Regions from separate parts of the Mus musculus genome. Here region 1 is linked to region 2. Evidence: chromatin contacts called from public Hi-C data. All regions are on one chromosome and are shown on one strand. The core of a region is the stretch at or near the end of the contact, and the rest is flanking DNA. Distances in the headings are between cores, read along the strand shown. Region 1 has its middle 43 kb from the start of Gm41333. Region 2 overlaps Pvt1 (Pvt1 oncogene).

Region 1 (3,892 bases), core at 1,204-3,703, 450 kb after region 2:
ACTAACACCCCCTCCTTATCACAGGTAATTCAAGGCAATAGAACAAAATAGTACAGCCCTTGGCAAGAAACATGTGGGAAAGCCTGGGATCCTCACATCATTTCTACTGATTGGTAATAGGAATTGACAGAGAGCCTCTCATCATCCTGCATTCGGCCTGTTCAGTCTGATAGAAAGGCAGGATGCTACTCTGTGAAAGATAATGCCATATAAAGCCATTCTTCCTGTCTTCATTCTGGGAGAATTCAGACAGGAGAATCAAGTGGAATATGTGTGATCAGATTCTAGATGAACTAAAAAGGCTATTTCCTTGTCCTCCAGTGACCCAAAGGATAAAGCTACAAGTAACAACATCAAGAGGAAAGAAGGGGGGTAGATAGAAAAAGAACAGACTTTCTGTGCTTCTTTCTTATTTACCAGTGTCTTTTATGTGTGATCTCTTTTTACAACTTAATGCTTCAACAAAGCACTAAGCTAGCCCCCATTAGCAACAACCTAGAGGACTAAGAGACTGATACTGAAGTCAAAGGCATTTCTCTGATATGTCAGCCAGATCCCTCAGCTCAAACTACATGTGCTTGCTTAACCAGGCAGTTTTTCAATGTCTCTTCTCTAGGGTGAAAATATTGGGTGGCCCAAACTTCATAGTCAAACACAGTCCTAGAGTCACCCCACCATCTGGTGAGCTAGCTCAGACACACAGAGGTGCATCCATGGAGAGTGAAGTGGCATGAGGTATGAACACTGTGAGAGAAGATGGGTGCCAGGGTTCTGGTAAACACCACCTGGGTCCAACTTCTGTGACTGTCCTCATACTTGAGATACAAAAGTGGTTTGGAAGATCATGTCTCTGACTTTCATTTTTCAAAAAACAACAAACAACAACAACAAACAACAAAGGGAATATGTAACCAAACTCTTGGTCACCAGGGCTGTTTATGTTTGTCTTACATTCATATTTTACATATATATATGTGTGTGTATACACACATAAATATATTATATATATGTATATACTATTTTATAATTGTACTAATATATATTAATAAATATGTTATGGCAAATATAATTTTAATAGATGTTGCCAGTTGCTTTTTTTATAGATACGAAGACTTCTGTTTCTTAAGATGTTCATAAGGAAAAGCAGGCCTTTGAATGTTTTACCAATCACATTAGCTCTAGAATCAAGTCATACAATGTTTGAATCCACATGCACTTCCTTCTGCCCTAGTTCCTTCTGCCTATATACTTTTAAGGGACAATGATTCTGCTGGGTCCCTTACTCATGCTTCATGCTAGAATTCCAGCTGGTCTTGTGATATTTTCTCTCAGATAATTTCAATTTCCTTCTGCTTCTGTGGCCCCAGATACATTCTTCGAACTATCTAGCCATAAGGTCGATTAACGTGCAGCCTTTCTATCCCCCTCTGAAATGCTACTTCTCCTCCTAAACTCTGAGCAGAGTCCATTTATCTCACAAACTATATCTGCTGTGAAGGTACGTATGTTCCGCATTTGTTCTATAAAACAATCACATTGGTCAGGGATTGATGGTTCCTATGCTTTGGATAAGAAAACAACTCAGAGAGATTAGATCAGAGGCCCAGAATGATGACTGCTGTGGATATTGGCAGATTGGGCTAACCAATCTCCCTGTCTCCACGTTATCATGATTTCTGGGCCAGCACCTTGCCACTTTATCTATATACACTGCTACCCATGATAATAATCTTCCTTCTAGGAAGCTTTAAGTAAAGATGCTTTTAAAGAATCCAGTGTCTCTGTGCCTCAGTTTCCCCATGTATTATAAGAAAAACAACAAAACTGAATTACCTATGTTTGGTTAGAGGAGGTAGTTTTATTTCTTCTCTGAAATGAGATGAATGCAAATTGCCTTGTTATTTCACTAATTAATAACATCTGCTTGGAAATGCAGCTATTAGCACACAATAAACGATATGGGTTATAATTATGGATGGCAGTAATTGCTTCGCTTTGCCTTACCTTCATCCCAGTTTATCTCCCTGAACTATAGCTATCCTTGTAGGGGTTAGGGAAAATATATTAGAAGCTTAACAATGGGTTCTTTTCCCATGGGTTTGGAAACTGATGAATCAGCATACTTTCTTTAGGCTTCAAAAGAATATGTTCCTGCCACACTGAAGCTAAGTGGGCTGTTCAAAACATCAGGTGAGTCCAGCTTCATGCTGCCTTCCTGGGGCATGACCTGTTCCACTCCCCTCCTGATCCCGTGTGCCCAATGTCACCTGGAACCTGCAATCTGGAAGCAGAAAGTCCTTGACTGGAGTCAGTGGAGAGAAAATCGTCACCTGCTTGGGCACAAACATACATAGTGACTGCGTCACTGTTTGTCAAGTGGATCAGCTAATAGTTGTTCAGCGGACCTTCAAAGCTCCAAGGCGACACTGCCTTTAAATTCCATCAATTCACTCCCTGGGCAGAGGCCTTGGACTTTAGCTCTCAAGGGCTCTGAAAGCATTTTGAGCCTGCTGACTGACTGCGGGGTGGACCTTGGTTAAAGTTTAGGAGAAAAACACTAAGTTTATGCTTCATCACCGCTGGCGCAACCATGTCCCCCCCACCCCCACCCCACCCCCCACCCCACCCCCCACCCCCACCCCACCCCGTGCTACAGCACTTTGGTGCTTCCTGGCTTGCCTCCCCTGGGACACTGCCCAGTATTGACTACCAGTAGGACTTTCTTTCTCACCTAATGACCTACCTACTGATGCCATCTCTAAGGACCTTGACGCTCATGCTACCTTCTGACCTTGTCCATTGTTCCTCATGTTCCTAACACTAGCCTATGTGTTTGATTTTTTTTTTTAATATAAAAGAGCACAAGTACCCAGAAGGCATGACAAGTATCTGTTTCAGCCAGTGCTTTTTCTCTGATCCCCGAGAAAGTGTTTGAATAAGTCAACAGATGGGTGGAGGAGTGATTAACCCCTTCTTACAAGTGCATGGACTGGGGAGCAGAGGGCAATGATAGGCTAGTCACGATCAACAGTGTTTAGGGACAGAGCTAGTGGGATAACTAAGAATCTGGAATAGTTTTATAATTTTTTTTATATGATATCCTTCCCCAATTTTGCAGCTAATGCATCTCTCTTGACTCACCTTCCTTCTGGTTTAGTTGACTACATGATGCCTATATCTGGGAGACTTAGGAAGGAAAAATCTTTATTATCCAGGTTCTTATTAAGTTTGCATGTTTTAGAGCTTCCTTTAAAAAAAAAAAGCCTGAATGTGACGCTATTGTATTTTAAAGCATGCTCTAACATGAGCAAGCTTTATCATTTATTGTACAAGCATGTTTGCATATATATATATATATATATATATATATATATACACATATGTACACACATACACACACATGAAAATCCCTAGAGAACTCTATGATCTTGCAGTATATTTCACATGTACTTAATAATTAAAATTGCACTAAGCTCAATTTCATAAACTTTTTCATGTGTTATAAACAGTTTGTTATTTTTATTATTAATTCATGTATTTATTTGTATTTATTTTTCATGAGAGAGTCTCACTATGTGGTTCTGATTGCGCTGCAATTCACTTCCTAGATCAGGCTGGCCTGGGACTCTCAGAGATCAATCTGCCTCTACCTCCTGAGTGCTGGGATCAAAGGTGTGTGCCACTACTCCCAGCTGTTAACCAGCTTTCTCATGTCATTAAAACTAACAGGCTTGGGAGTTGTGAATATTTCAACACATGCCTGTGTCATGAGTTTCCCTATTCACTTTCCTGTTGACATGACAAGCCTCCTTCCATTGTTTATTTACGTGATTTTTAGGTTCCTGTCCTATTTTATACGATTACTAATACAATGTTAATGTTTCCCTGCTTT
Region 2 (4,350 bases), core at 1,307-3,806:
TCTCTCTCTCTCCTTTCTGGGTTTGGGAGTAGCAATATCATCAGTTTCATAGAACATCATCTCTTATAGTTTGTCTTCAGGATCAGAAAAGGCAACATCCAAGTGGGTGAAAAGTCATGGCCAGGAGACAGACTTTGTGCCAATGTGTTCTCCATGTGACCAAATAAGAAGAAAATGCCAGGAACTCTAAACAGACAGCCAGGACCAAGCGAAAACAGCTCGATATTTGCTAGAGGAAGATTCATTCACATGAATGAGGAGATGTTGTGTTATGACTCTGTCTCTTTCCTTATCACATTCACGTGATACTTATTCCAAGGCCTCCTGTCACTGTCCCGAGTTCTGTAGATGCTGTCCCAGAGAGAGCCATGAACTCTCATAGGACAGGAATTTATTTCTCAGTTATACCTTTGAATAAGGCATGCTCAATGTCTTTTCTCTTATACAGACAACCATGTAATTTTTGTGCTCTCAGTCTTTAGCAGAAGGGCTAAGGAGTGTCTTTTGTAAAAATACGAATCCTATTCACAAGGGCCTCAATTTCACGTTCTAATCAACCATGTTGACTTGAAGTTGAATAATGCTCCCGGGCAAACCCCCTGCCCCCTCCCTCTCCCCCCCTAGGCTCAGGTGTTTCTCAGTTGGCACTGCTTTGGGATGTTGTGGAACCTTTAGGAAATGCAGCCTTGACAGAAGGAAGTATGTCACAAAGCTGGGGGATTTTGAAAGTTCATAACTTACAGTTTCCTTTCTTGGCTTCTTGGGTGTGGATAAAGATGTGATCTTTCTGACTCCCGCTCCCTGCCATTGTGGAATCCCTGTCTGGAACTGTAACCCAAAATGACAGTCCCTTTTGTAAGTTGCTTTTGGTCATGATGTCTTATCGCAGCAGCAGCAGCAACAACAAAAAGCAATGAATATAGCTTCTATCATGGTTCAAATCTGACATGTAGCCACCAATAGGCTTATGTGTAAACGCTGGTCCCCATCCAAGAGTGCAGCCTTCCCAGACAGATCATTCAGATCACTGGAGCCTTAGGGAGGTATTAGCTGTCTAGAAGAGGTTGGTTAGTAAAGATGTGCTTTGAACCGAGTCACCGGGCCCTTGCTTCCCTCTCTGCTTTCTGATCTGACAAAAGCTGCTGCTCACACCATGAATACCACCAGCCACTGTACCTCTTTCTCTTTTAAAGGTCGAAATCCGTTAAAATCATGAGCCAACAATAAACATCTCCTCCCTCAGGCTACTCTGCAGGTACTCTGTCATAGTAACACACCAATTAACACACCACCAGAGCCTACCCAGACACATGCACATACACACACAAACTCACACAACGCATCCCACCCCCAGAACAGAGGTCAGTATTGTATCACATGGATATGGAGACATAGCATCCAGTCCCTAACTTATTTTTGTTATAGTTCAAGGATAAAAGGATTGCCCTGCCCTTCAATGTTTGCACAAGGGAGTATGGATATTTTAATACACAATTATGCAAAATAAGGTGAAAGAACAGAAGGGCAAAAAATGCTGGAGTAGGAGGGGTGACCAGGGACTGAACACACATTCCTGTAAGACCTTTGGAACTACTGTTAGGCTTGAACTTTAAAGGTTTCATCAAATTGAAAGCACTGCCCAGGGCTGGGTTGGGTCCTTGTGGGAGCACACAGGAAACTTCAGATCCAAAGTTAGTTTCATCCCACAGTGTGGGAGATGTCAGAGGCTGTGAGCCTGAGATCCTACACAAGTTACACAGGAACTACAGGCAACTACAGGATGCTTGTCAGTTATGAACAGCTGTATCTCCATCCACAATGCCAGCCTAGAACCTGTGGTCCCATTTTACCAATGAGACAAGGCTCCTTAGTGACATGCTTATCTGTGTATATGCATTCACTGTGCCAGCTCCAGCAACCCAACCTCATGTGGCAGTCACTGGAGCAGCCTAGAGTCTCACTTACATTCTACTATTATATAGCTTAAGGGACCCGTGAATCCTAATTTCTCACTTGTAAAATGGATATTTTTTTAATCATTCCCATATTTTATGGTAATTGTGTATATTTATCGGTGTGGTAAGGCATCTCAATACATGCAAACGTACAATTGGGGTCAGGCTAATGAGTTGTCAATCATCTCAAAAACATCATTGTGTATGGAAACAGTCACAACCTGGCGGCTCTCTTGTGATATGTTGTAGCTCCTCTTTCCTGTATGCTGCCGCAGAATGCTGGAAGTTGTTTTTCCTGTCCACTCACACCAAGGGCTTTCTGATGGTTAAAAAGGTGTATACAAGCCCCTGGGCCCATGTGCCTGACACATTAATCCACTGTGCATGTTACTTACTGAGATTATTATTAGCCCAACAGGACAGGGAGGAGTATTGGGGGGGGGGGGTCCCTGGGGTGTGATCACTCCTGTTTACTCTTTGGATGGTGCCTGCCTGGCCAGGGATCATGAGTTTGTTTTTCTGGTACGGAGGTTGCCCTGGTGTTCTGGAGTGACCCCACAGGGCTGACTGAGCTCATTATACAAAGCTGTGTGCTGGGTCCTGTCCAGCTCCATCCAGCCCCGCCTCCTTGCCTGCTAAGCCTGTGTGCCCATGAGCCTCAGGGCTGTCCCTAGCTAGCATTGTTTGCACTCTGGAAAAGCGTGCAAACCTTTATTCAGAACCATCCCTAAGTCTGCTGGCAAATACAGTTTCTTTCCCCTTCTGGGGGACTAGAAGGGGAAAAGCTTAGGTCTTCAGTGGCTCCAAGACAATTCTTTTACCTTCTCCACTTTCTTTTTCCTACAGGCTCGGCTCTCCAGTGTGGTTTTCCAACAGGAGTCAAATATTAAAGGACATGAGCGTGTTGGGGAAAAAGATGGATAGTGCTAAACAGCCTGAGTTCATCCTCACTATCCTCTTCATAAGGAGAGCAAGAACAACCCCGGAAATGGCTCATGCTTAAGGTTTCTAACCACGGTCACACCTACAACACACTGATTGACAATATAGGTTACAGTACACATGGCTCTGCTATTTGCTTTTTGGTCACTTTGATATTCCCTGGTACCTGGGAAGAAGGAATCTCCGTTGAGGAGTTGCCTACATTTGATTAGCCCGTAGGCATGTCTCTGAGGCCTTTTCATAGTTGCTAATTGATGGAGGACAGCTTAGCCCACTGTGGGTGGTGCCATCTCCTGGACATGGGGTCCTGGCTTATATCAGAAGGGAAGCTAAGCATGCGCCTGGGAGCAAGCCAGTAAGTAGGTCTCCTCCATGGTCCCTGTCTCTGCTCCTGCCCTTAATTTCCTCAGCGAATGACTGATGCAAACATGTAAGCCAAACAAACCCTTCTTTCCTCTCTGTTACTGTTGGTCGTGGTGTTTATCACAGCAATAGGAAAAAACACTAGGGCAGTGACGTATAAGAGTGCACTGTGCCATTGTGAGGATTCAATATCCTTAGCGATCTTCAGAAAAAGTTTACTATGGTGCCTGGAGCATTGTTATTTGCAGAGATCCCTAGTGGCTCCTGGGCCTCAGTTTCCCTGTCTTCATTCTGTCTGTATTATATAAGCATGGTGTCCATAGCTCTAGCTCTTGCTTAATGATTCAACTGAGTAGGTACAACCATGCTGACCAGCCATGACATGTCCTGCCTGGCCATAGCCTGGAGTTGGACACAGAAACAGGGGCATAGCTGCCTACTGTGTGTGGCACAGTGTGTGTCAAACTCCTGGAGGCAGCCAGGCAGCCATCTCTATATTCTTCCTATCAGAATTCCTTTCACAGGTCCAAGCCATCTTAAGATGGATAAAGGCCTGGCCTTCAGGCAAGGCTATGCCTGTCAGTTCCGAATCTCCAGCTAAGTGGACTTGCAGCCCTCCCTGTCCTCTGGATGTCTGCATCATTCATACAAGGGACACGTTCTCTTTAGAGAAGAGCGTCTTCTGGGCTTCTCCCAGGTTGGAAGTGTCCTCTACTTCTTTCTTCCTGGCAAAAGCACTGGCCTAAGCAGCTCAGGAACAACCTACAATAGAGGGAGGGCCTCTTACCTCGGATGGAAGTGGAAACATAGTCTCCACGTTGGAACTGAGTCTTGGTTATGCTCTGAGAAGTAGCCTGGATTTCTAAGATCTCATGCTCATCGTTTTCTCTGGAGGCCCAACTCTGTTCTCATGAGCCCTGGCACGTTCCCTACCAGCATCTTTGTTTCCTATCTGAGGAGTGCGGATGATGCTTCTCCTGGTAAGGGGTATGAATAGAATTCCTGCCTGTGTTCTATGTGCTGAATCCCAGAGCCTAGAGTAGGGCCTGGGCTCTGGCGATTGACTGGTAAACACTTGTTTTGGAAGAGA

Evidence for each region. A called contact is a pair of places that touch in the nucleus more often than the background predicts.
Region 1: a contact with region 2 is called in a Hi-C map of liver, with 2.4 times the contacts expected there. The contact joins two enhancer-like sites. A contact is called at or near these places in 2 of 484 Hi-C or Micro-C datasets (Th1 cells and liver).

Annotation. Positions count from the first base shown.
Region 1 is chr15:62,710,253-62,714,144 of GRCm38.p6, forward strand. No RefSeq gene overlaps it. Among named protein-coding and RNA genes, the nearest start is that of Gm41333, 43 kb to the left of the region's middle. Within about 2 kb of position 2,454, at least 9 of the 459 cell types and tissues checked have an H3K27ac peak or open chromatin away from gene starts, as enhancers often do. A contact at or near this core is called in liver, where this site is marked.
Region 2 is chr15:62,255,620-62,259,969 of GRCm38.p6, forward strand. It overlaps Pvt1 (Pvt1 oncogene), which reads left to right. Exons shown (of 5, transcript NR_132747.1): 5 at 2,802-4,350. Among named protein-coding and RNA genes, the nearest start is that of Pvt1, 220 kb to the left of the region's middle. Within about 2 kb of position 2,557, at least 102 of the 459 cell types and tissues checked have an H3K27ac peak or open chromatin away from gene starts, as enhancers often do. A contact at or near this core is called in liver, where this site is marked.